Regions from separate parts of the Mus musculus genome. Here all the other regions are linked to region 2. A link is a contact called in public Hi-C data. All regions are on one chromosome and are shown on one strand. The core of a region is the stretch at or near the end of the contact, and the rest is flanking DNA. Distances in the headings are between cores, read along the strand shown.

The links. A called contact is a pair of places that touch in the nucleus more often than the background predicts.
Region 1: a Hi-C map of Th1 cells shows a contact between it and region 2, with 4 times the contacts expected there. A contact is called at or near these places in 3 of 39 promoter capture datasets (embryonic stem cells, liver and stem cell-derived epiblast-like cells), 1 of 484 Hi-C or Micro-C datasets (Th1 cells) and 1 of 9 other capture datasets (liver).
Region 3: a Hi-C map of bone marrow-derived macrophages shows a contact between it and region 2, with 18 read pairs. A contact is called at or near these places in 1 of 39 promoter capture datasets (cranial neural crest), 5 of 484 Hi-C or Micro-C datasets (bone marrow-derived macrophages, conventional type 1 dendritic cells, embryonic stem cells and 1 more) and 1 of 9 other capture datasets (embryonic stem cells).

The regions. Positions count from the first base shown.
Region 1 is chr19:11,129,212-11,132,253 of GRCm38.p6, reverse strand. Ms4a20 (membrane-spanning 4-domains, subfamily A, member 20) reads left to right here and starts at 1,376. Exons shown (of 7, transcript NM_027058.1): 1 at 1,376-1,768.
Region 2 is chr19:11,587,608-11,590,727 of GRCm38.p6, reverse strand. It overlaps Ms4a6d (membrane-spanning 4-domains, subfamily A, member 6D), which reads left to right. Exons shown (of 7, transcript NM_026835.2): 5 at 532-738; 6 at 2,663-2,764. Among named protein-coding and RNA genes, the nearest start is that of Ms4a6d, 16 kb to the left of the region's middle.
Region 3 is chr19:11,183,042-11,186,395 of GRCm38.p6, reverse strand. Ms4a13 (membrane-spanning 4-domains, subfamily A, member 13) reads left to right here. Exons shown (of 7, transcript NM_001347435.1): 4 at 1,237-1,293; 5 at 2,472-2,591. Among named protein-coding and RNA genes, the nearest start is that of Ms4a13, 12 kb to the left of the region's middle.

The DNA of each region.
Region 1 (3,042 bases), core at 127-2,626, 460 kb after region 2:
TTGGACTCCATGAGTTGTATAGGAGGAGGAGAAATGAGGCTTGAAGGAAGATAAGTTGGGGACTCTCAAATGAGTTGGACAGAGGACAAAGAATGGATACAATCAAGATACATTGTATACATGTTTGAATTTCTCAAATAGTAGATAGTATTATTCAAAAATTCATCAAATGTTCAACTGCCAAAATGCCAAAAGCCTTATTCCCAACTACTATCCATAATTCATCATCTGTTAGGAATATGAATCATGTCCTGGGGCTAACCAGTTGGTATTGGATAACCAATCAGGAGGCTCACCCCTGGAAAAGACTAATCTCCGTCTAACAGTTATTCATTATTTGCATTTCTTCTGTTCCTGTGCTGCTTTTTCATTCTTATTTTTTTTAATTTTCATACAATAGTTTGATCACATCATATCCACAGCCCCCAAGTCCTACCAGATCTTCCTCACCTTCCTACCCACCCAGCTTTATGTTCTTTCTCACTCTCAAAAGAAAAAACATTCAAAGGCAAAAACCACTAAGCCATAACAACACACACGCCAGAAAACTCGGAGGCCATTTTCTGTCAATCAACTAAAGCATGCACAAATTCATGTCAGACAAAATCCCAGCACAAAAGGAGAGGAGTGGGCACAAAGTCCTATCCCTAACTAAGGAGCTATTTGTAATTAATACCTATGGGAAAGGGAGAATCCGTTTTCTCCACTGTAGAAATAAGGTGTGCTCCTTCAAAGAGGTGGGTCTCAGACCAGCGCTGGGCCACCACTACTCAGTAGTAGAGGCTACCACAACTGCTCTCCAACCCCATCTTGGTTGTGAACAAGGACAAAGAAGCTCATACTGGCCAGACGGTGGTGGCGCACGCCTTTAATCCCAGCACTTGGGAGGCAGAGACAGGCGGATTTCTGAGTTCGAAGCCAGCCTGGTCTACAAAGTGAGTTCCAGGATAGCCAGGGCTATACAGAGAAACCCTGTCTCGAAAGAAAGGAAAGAAAGAAAGAAAGAAAGAAAGAAAGAAAGAAAGAAAGAAAGAAAGAAAGAAAGAAAGAAAGAAAGAAAGAGAGAGAGAGAGAAAGAGAGAGAGAGAGAGAGAGAGAGAGAGAGAAAGAGAGAGAAAGAAAGAGAGAGAGAAAGAGAGAAAGAAAGAGAAAGAAAGAGAGAAAGAGAGAGAGAAAGAGAGAGAGAGAGAGAGAGGGAGGGAGGGAGGGAGGGAGGGAGGGAGGGAGGGAGAAAGAAAGAAAAAAGAAAGAAAAAGAAGAAGAAGAAGAAGTTCATGCTGTGCATCTAGCAGTTTTATTATCCTCAGAGAATTGTGGGATCAGCAGGGCTACAGCGCGCCACTATCCCCAGTGCCCACGTGGTCTCTCACTCAGTACCCTTGGTAACCACGTTCTTGACCACAACCGCAGCTTTAGATCCTCGCGAGTAGGGAATGAAGGGGTACCACACAGGAGGCAGCGCCCACTGGGCTCCACTGGATGCCAGGTTGCCCACCAGACCACATCACTCTGGCCCTGGGCTCAGGGCATGATGTGAGTGTGAGAGCTTTGGCCCGGTTGCCATTAAGACTCACTCCAGGTCACACTGAGGGCAAGGGTTGCTAGTCCCTGGCCGCTGGGACTCTCTCATCCTGAGTTCTCCCATCACCATCACTAAGAATGTTTTTCTGGTAACCGAAGTTGAATTGAGACATCCAAGGTCATCTATGCATTTGGACAAGATTCAGACATCTAGGCGGCTTGTCCGGCTTTACCGGGGAGAATCTAAGTAAGTAAACACCAGTGGGAAGACTCCACGTTATGTGATCCATCAGATTGAGTTCTGGGGAGAAAATGTTGTTTATCCTTATACCTAATACTTTGAACTACCCTAGAGTTTCCTTTTGAACCTAAAAGGCTACATTACCAGAGTCCCTTATTAAGTAATAACTCTCTTATCTCTGTCTCTCTGCTCCCTACCTCTCCCCTCTCTATGTCTCTATCTGTCTCTGTGTGACTGTCTCTCTGTTCCCCACTCCCGACTCAAATACATATGTTCACATAGCCTGGACTTTAAACATTATCATTCGACACATACCATCCAAACTTGATGAAAGTTGCTGAGTCCCAGATTGTTCTTAGAGACAATAGCAAACAGCACAGTGTTGCTATCTAACCCACCTTCCCTCTAATTCCTTTCTTTGTTGATATTAAACCAATAAATGGTGTGAGCCTATATGATAACACCTGTCACCTCAGATACCCTGAAACAAAAGCCAGTCCTCCTGGGTTGCTACAAACACCAGGAGTCCACAGAAGCTTAGATGTCATCTGCCATTGCGCTCCAAGGATGTGTCACACAGGATGTGTTTAAATTCTGCAGTGTGGAGGGTGAATGTGACACAACACATGGAAAATATGACATCTCAGTGGACCAGAGACTGATGAAAAATGACTAGAGTATTACTTTACAATTTTATAAGCTCTTGTTTCTATGTAACCTTCCCTCTTAGAAGTATGTTTTCTGGTACTTGGAAATGATTAATTTCCCCTGTCATTTGTCTTGAAATACCTTTTTTTTTTAACTTTTTTAAATTGTTATTTATTAATTTAGCATGAATTTATAATAATTTAAGTTTCCTTATCTTACTGAGGATCTCAAGTTCTATCTGATAGTGGCTGGTGGCTAGGTTGTCAGTATAATTTCAATACTAATTTTCTTATTTTTGCTGTTTTATTTATTTCTCCATTAATTTATTTATTCATTTTACATCCTGATTGATGCCCTCATGCCCCCTCACAAGGTGCATATCCCAACCCCCCACTTCACCTCTGAAAGGGTGTCCCCCACCCCATATCATCCCCCCATTTCCCACCCTACCTCCATCCCCCACCCCACACCCTACCCCCAACTCTCTCCCATCAAGTCTCTAAAAGGTTAGTCAAATCCTCTCCCACTGAGGCCAGACAAGGCAGTCCAGTTGTTCATGGACAAACAACAGCTTTAGGGACAGCCCTGGGTCCAGTTGTTGGAGAACTGAGCTACACATTTGCTACATATGT
Region 2 (3,120 bases), core at 73-2,572:
ATGACTGTGTGAATCTGTTCCTTTGGAACTACTAGAGAGGCAGAGCATGTTTGGAAACAAGGTATGACAAATCTTCAATCAGGCTACACTGGCAAATGTTTCTACCACTTTACACTAGCATCCACCTGGAAATTAGGTCTTCATCACACAATTTTTTGGGGTCAGGGGAGGCATGCAAGATCCAAATTGTATCACTAAAGGTATTGGTAGATAGGGAAAATTTGGGTTCTGTATTCCCACCTTTGGCTACACGCTATCGGAGAATTTTCAGGTTTATCTAACAGGATGCTACTTGTAGTCATAGATGAAGCTGATAGAAAGACACTATTTTCTTCCCTGCCTCTGAAGTACTGTCTGGCATGGGATCATACTTTCCCAATCATAATTTACCTTCTGGGTTTATATGTTTGCAGACACTAGAGGGCATTGAGAAATAAACTATTGTAGGTTTAGATCCTGAAAGAGACAAGCAGCTGGGCCTATTATAGTGTAGTGAATAAGAGGCATATGTGATGTGTGTTGTCATTCCAGGTTCACAGCAGCCTAGCCCTGAGCATCCTGAGTGTCCTCTCTGCTCTTACAGGCATCGCTATTCTCTCTGTCAGTTTGGCTGCTTTAGAGCCTGCCTTGCAGCAATGTAAGCTGGCTTTCACACAACTAGACACAACCCAAGATGCTTATCATTTCTTTAGCCCTGAGCCATTAAACAGCTGCTTCGTGGCCAAAGCTGCTCTGACTGTAAGTATTTCAAAAGGAAATGTTCCAGGTTTTAAAGATGTTTTTTGACAGCATATTTCTTCTGTTCCCTGATTCAAAACTCTGTTCATTCTTTTTGTTGTTGTTGTTTTTGTTTTTAATTTATTAGTTTTTAAAACTAATATATAAAGTAATTGGTTTCATTGTGGTATTTTCATAGACATTTTTATTTTTATTTTAACTCTTGCTTGTACATTTAGGATAAAGCCAGAGTCATGGAAGACAGAGGCAAGAATGAACATATTGTTAAAATTCTACACCGAGTGGTCGTGTAGTAATAGCAAAATATTGAGGGAAATTACCAAATTAAGTAGATGATAAAACTATAAAGACCACCCCTATTTTCTAAGGATTAAGAAGGCATTAGAGGAATAAAGGATGCAGTTTTAGAGGCATAAAGGATGAGGTTGTCAAACCAAGAGTCTTACTTTATGGGGTAGTGAGTGAAGAGAGGCAAGCATACCAGAAAAACGAAACAAAAGAAAACAGATAATCAGGAAATGCATGAACCATGGTGCATGTGTGTGGTACAGGCATGAAGTGAACTGAGCAAACCTCAGCCACAAGTTGAGAAACAGCGTGGGAAATGCGGGGGTAGGGGGGAAGTCAGGGCATCTACTCCCTCCAGTAATCACAGTAGCAAGGAGCACCAAGCCCGTGTGGAAGTGAGCTCAAGGCTGCTTTCATTACAACACAAAGAGATGGGATTGTTAAATGAGGAGAAAAAGAAATCCAGAGAAATGGAGAAGAGTAACTGGCAGGATGTGAGGGCCTCCATCTCATCAGAAACACATCCATAGTCCTGTAACTATAAAAGTCAGATGAGCAAGAGACAGCTAGACAAATCACAGTCAATCAGTTCTCAACCCCAGGCTTTCTCAGATCCTTATGGAGCTGGGCCCAGGGAGTCTTCCTTAGTTATGAAAACCACAACAATAAAAAATGTTTGCATTAGACACATAACAATGCGAGAAAATTAACATCTGGAATAACTATGCCTGATTTTAGAAGCCTGAAGAATTGGGGAGGAATCTGGGTGGACCACAAAGAATGATGGCATCATGGGATAGTTTCACACTGTAAGTCAGAGACTGGCTTGAGTGTATTTCCTGGGACAGTGTCTAGGTACTGGAGGCATGCGCCGTCTCTTTTCTACCCGTGCCGTGTGCGCAGATAAATGAAGAGTTTACAGTGTGACACTCATCTTCCTTCCTATCAAGCGATCTTCATGAAGACCTTGGGACAGAGTCACGGGATATGTGTTCTTTACATAGATCCTTCTTTGAGTTGATTTTTGATGTCACAGACTTAGAAACTGGATTGCTTTTCTGCCTTTCACCATCACACACACACACACACACACACACACACACATACACACACACACACACACACAAATCAATCCTAAGGAAGAAGGTTCTATCAATGCCAACTTAAAAAGAGTTTGCTTGCATGATCAGAACCTCACTAACCCTCACAAGTCTCTGCAGAGGAAATACTACACAGGTGTGATAAGAGAGCATACAGAAACTAGAAAATTAAAGACTTACCCAGCCCCACACTAATCAAGAGAGCCAAGAGCAGGAACTGTTGACTCTGACCTGGGGTCACTACTCCTCTCTACTTCCTCATTGAGTGAACAGTATAGTCAGGATCCATGTCCAAGAAGGGTGAGAAATGGCAGAAAATGGCTTTGTTGATTTAGCTTGTTCTCTTCCCCTACTTGCTCCAAGGAATAAAGGGACCAGGCATCAATTTTAGCCCATCTGTAGGTCTGGGAGGATCCTTTCCCTTCTTGATGGTGTCTCTGATGGTGAAGATGGTTTCATCTTTACAATCACCTTCCACCCAGGAATGAGGGCATCAGCTGACTCAGTCACACCATCCTCTCTTCTCCTGAATTTAGGGAGTCTTTTCACTGATGCTAATCAGCAGTGTGTTGGAGCTTGGCCTGGCTGTCCTCACTGCCACACTGTGGTGGAAACAGAGCTCCTCTGCTTTCTCTGGGGTAAGTATGCTAGAGGCCACTTGAATCTTCCCTGGTGTTCCTCTGGGATATATTAGTCAATGCCACTAAGAATATCAGACAGAATAATCAGCCATCGTGAAATGTATACCACGTGGCTTTTTTTTTAAATGGGGAGGGTCCTTAGTAGATATTGGAGAGAGGAGACAGAAGTATAGATGATAAGGAATACCTGGACAAGAAATAGTTGTATATCACATATATCTTGGTTCTTCCCCCCCCCCAAACAAACAATCATAAGTTTGAGGAAGTTAAATGTATCTCTTGGCATTACATTGAGTTTGCCTATAGTCAGGGATTCCTGACTATACTGCTCACTCAAACTAGAACACAGCTGC
Region 3 (3,354 bases), core at 831-3,330, 410 kb after region 2:
CTTTGCCAAAATCGCTAAAACAGAAAAGATGGAGAGACAGTTCCATGGTTTAGGGGACTTCCTGCTCTTTCAGAGGACCAAGGTTTGATTCCCAACACCCATACCATGGAATTCACAACTTCTTGCAACTTCAATTCCAGAGGATCTGATACCCACTTCTGACCTCTGGACTGACTAATGACTTCAGAAACTGATGGCAAACACATAGATTCACATAAACAAAAATAAATAAAACTTTTTAAAAAAAAAAAAGACTACTTCAGGGAAAATGTGTATCCTGCTTTTAGACAACACAGCAGTGTTTTGTACTTCTTAAAAAATAGAAATCCTGAAAAGAAATAATGGAATGTCTTTTAAAATAATTTTTATAAAAGGCAAGGTGGCTGGGAAGTACTCGGTGAACAAGAGTACTTGCTCAGCATGCAATCATGACGACCTGAGTTGAAGTCCCCAGCACCCACATAAAAAGCTTGGCATGGCTGCACATACCAGTAACAGCAGCAGTGTGGGGCGAGGACAGGCAAATTCCAAGCGCTCAGTGGTCTGCCAGCCCAGCTGCCACAGCAAACTTCCAGTTTCCTGAGAAACCCTGTCTCAAGGCAACCAAGTGAGGAGCAAGAAAGACAAACCACTCTGCCTTACACCATGTGTGATTAAAGGCATGTGCCTGCACACCCGTGTGCATAAACCACACACATATACCAGACATGCACGCATGCATGAATGGATAAATAAAGTGAAAATTCGGGCACCCTGTGGCCTTAATGGAGACTATAGCCTCTCAATGGAGAGACTACTTTGTACAGTCATGATGTCCAAGTGGGTTTATGGGCCACCTTTTCCACATCTGAATGTGTACACAGTCATGGCAGTCCCTGACTTCTTACTGGGGGTAAAAGTTGGAATAGCACCTGAATGAGTTATGTAAGAGGAATCACATAACCAAACTTGACTGTGGGTTCGGGAGGGCTTAAGAAGCCTACAGCCTCAATCCTGCCCTCTGTCCCCTGCTTATGCCTGTTGTGACCCTCCTGCTACTTTCAATACCTGACACCTTTTGAAAAAATCATTACCTCATAATGGAAGCTCATCTTAACCCCTTCTACTAAAACGTCTCTCTTTGTTACTATTACAATTCTGAAAACCATTGGCCTGGAAAATAGAGCTGTTTCAAAATATGCTTAAGTTGCTGAATACTATTCAATGAGTATTTACCAATACGTGTTTTGTGTCTAGTTTGTCATTTCAGGGGCCTTCACTGTAAAAGCAGCAAAATATCAAAGTAGACATATGGTGAGTTGAAATGTGGGGGGATGTCTCTAGTATGCACTTTCACAAAATAGAAGAGGTTTGAATGAAAAGATAAGGTTGGGACTGGAGAGATGGCTCGGCAGCTAAGAGCACTTGGGGCTCTTACAAAAGACATGAGTTCAGTTCCCCTCACCCACATTGGCTCACAACTTCCAGTAACTCCAACTCCTAAGATACACAGGTGAATCTTTACAATAAAGAAAAATTAGTCTCTAAACAAGAAAGGAATTTACCATCTCTAAAAAAATAAATGAGGGAAATAAAAACCTGAGATCAGATTACTTAATGTAGACTGGATACACTAGTTAACAATAACAATGACCTTCTGCAAAAACATCTAAATTTAAATAATAATAATTTTGTTTGAATTTCTACTCTTAACCATTGCCTGACCAGTGTTATTAAATTTGTTTATAGGCTCTAAAGCCTTTCTTCTATGTGAACATTCACGTGCTTTAATAGTTCATTTTCTGGTCAACCCACTTTGGGAATATGGTTGTACTTTGTATCAAAGTAGGGAATTCTACAAGAAAAAAAAAATCTGTCCATGGTGTAAATGGGAACTGTTTAGAAATAAAAATATTAGAATTTTAGACCTGAAAGACACCTTAGAAATCAATTGATCTTAAATTTTTACGCATTAAGAACTCTGGGAATGGATAGATGGCTCAGGAATTAGGAGCAATAACTGCTCCTACAGAGAACTCAGGTTCTTCCCCCAGCACGGACATGGTGGCTCATAGCCATCTGTGATTCAGCTTCAAGTGGCTCGGACGCCCCCTTCTGTTCTTCATGAGCACTGCATGTATTTGATACACTGACAAACATCCAGGCAAATCATCCATAAGCATAAATAAATAAAATCTCAAATCTAAATTTAAAAAAAGTTCTGATATCTGTCATATTGACAGATGCTCCCAGCTAATAAAACCCGGGGATTCAAACATACAAAGGTTTTGAGAACTGATAGAATTCAAAAATTGGCAGCTTCTGATGATAGATTCATGAAATGGCAAGCATAAGCACATGTCGAAAGCTTCACAAACTACAAACAGATTTGAACTAGATTTTTAAAAGTAAAACAAAAACAAACAGATAAACAAAAAACATATGCAAAGTACTTCTGAATGTTGTACGTTTATGCCATGTCTCCTTTTCAGATTCTCTGTACTATGTCCCTGAACATACTCTGCATAATTATTACGATCGTTGCAGCCAGCCTAACAATAGTGGAATTGTCTCATTTCCGTTCGGTGTCATATAGAAATTATGGACAAGCAGTAAGTAACTGATTCTATAGAAATATCTTTCTTTTAACATTTGTAATGATACTTTATTCTTTGAAAGTTTTGCACAATATAGTTTGATCATATTTACCACCCACTTTCCCACAACTCCATTCGGATCCACCCCCATCTCCCTATTCCAAATTCATTTTTTGCATTCTGTTTATTTCAATAACCAGTGGAGACTATTTTGTGCTACTCTTATGCTTTCAGGTGTGAGGCCATCCCCTGGAGTGTAATCGACCTCCCTAGGGCTATGTCCTTTAAGAAAACTGACTCTCCTTGCCCTGGAGCTGTCAACTGTCAGTAGACCCTCAGTTAGGGATGGAGACTCCTGAGCTGCCTCTCCCCAACCTCTTCCACACTAGAATATTAATCAGTTTGATCTTGTGTGCATCTTGTTCAGGAAAACACAGGTGCTGTGAGTTTGTGAGTCCAGCATCCCCCAGCCTTCCAGAAGACACAAAAATGCTGGTCCTCTGTGATCTCTGCCTCTTAATGAGCTGTTTGTCTCCTCTTCCAAGGTGGTCCTGAGCCACGTGTGTGTGTGTATGTGTGTGTGTGTGTGTGTGTGTGTGTGTGTGTGTGTGTGACATGTATATATGTGAAGGCCAGAGAATAACTTCAGGTGCCATTTCTCAGGTACTGTCCTTGATTTTTGAGATAGGGTCATTAGCCTCAAACTCCCCAAATAGGCTAGGCTATCTGGCTAGTGAGCACAGGCACTGACCTGTCTCTGCCTCCTCAACAGATTGTG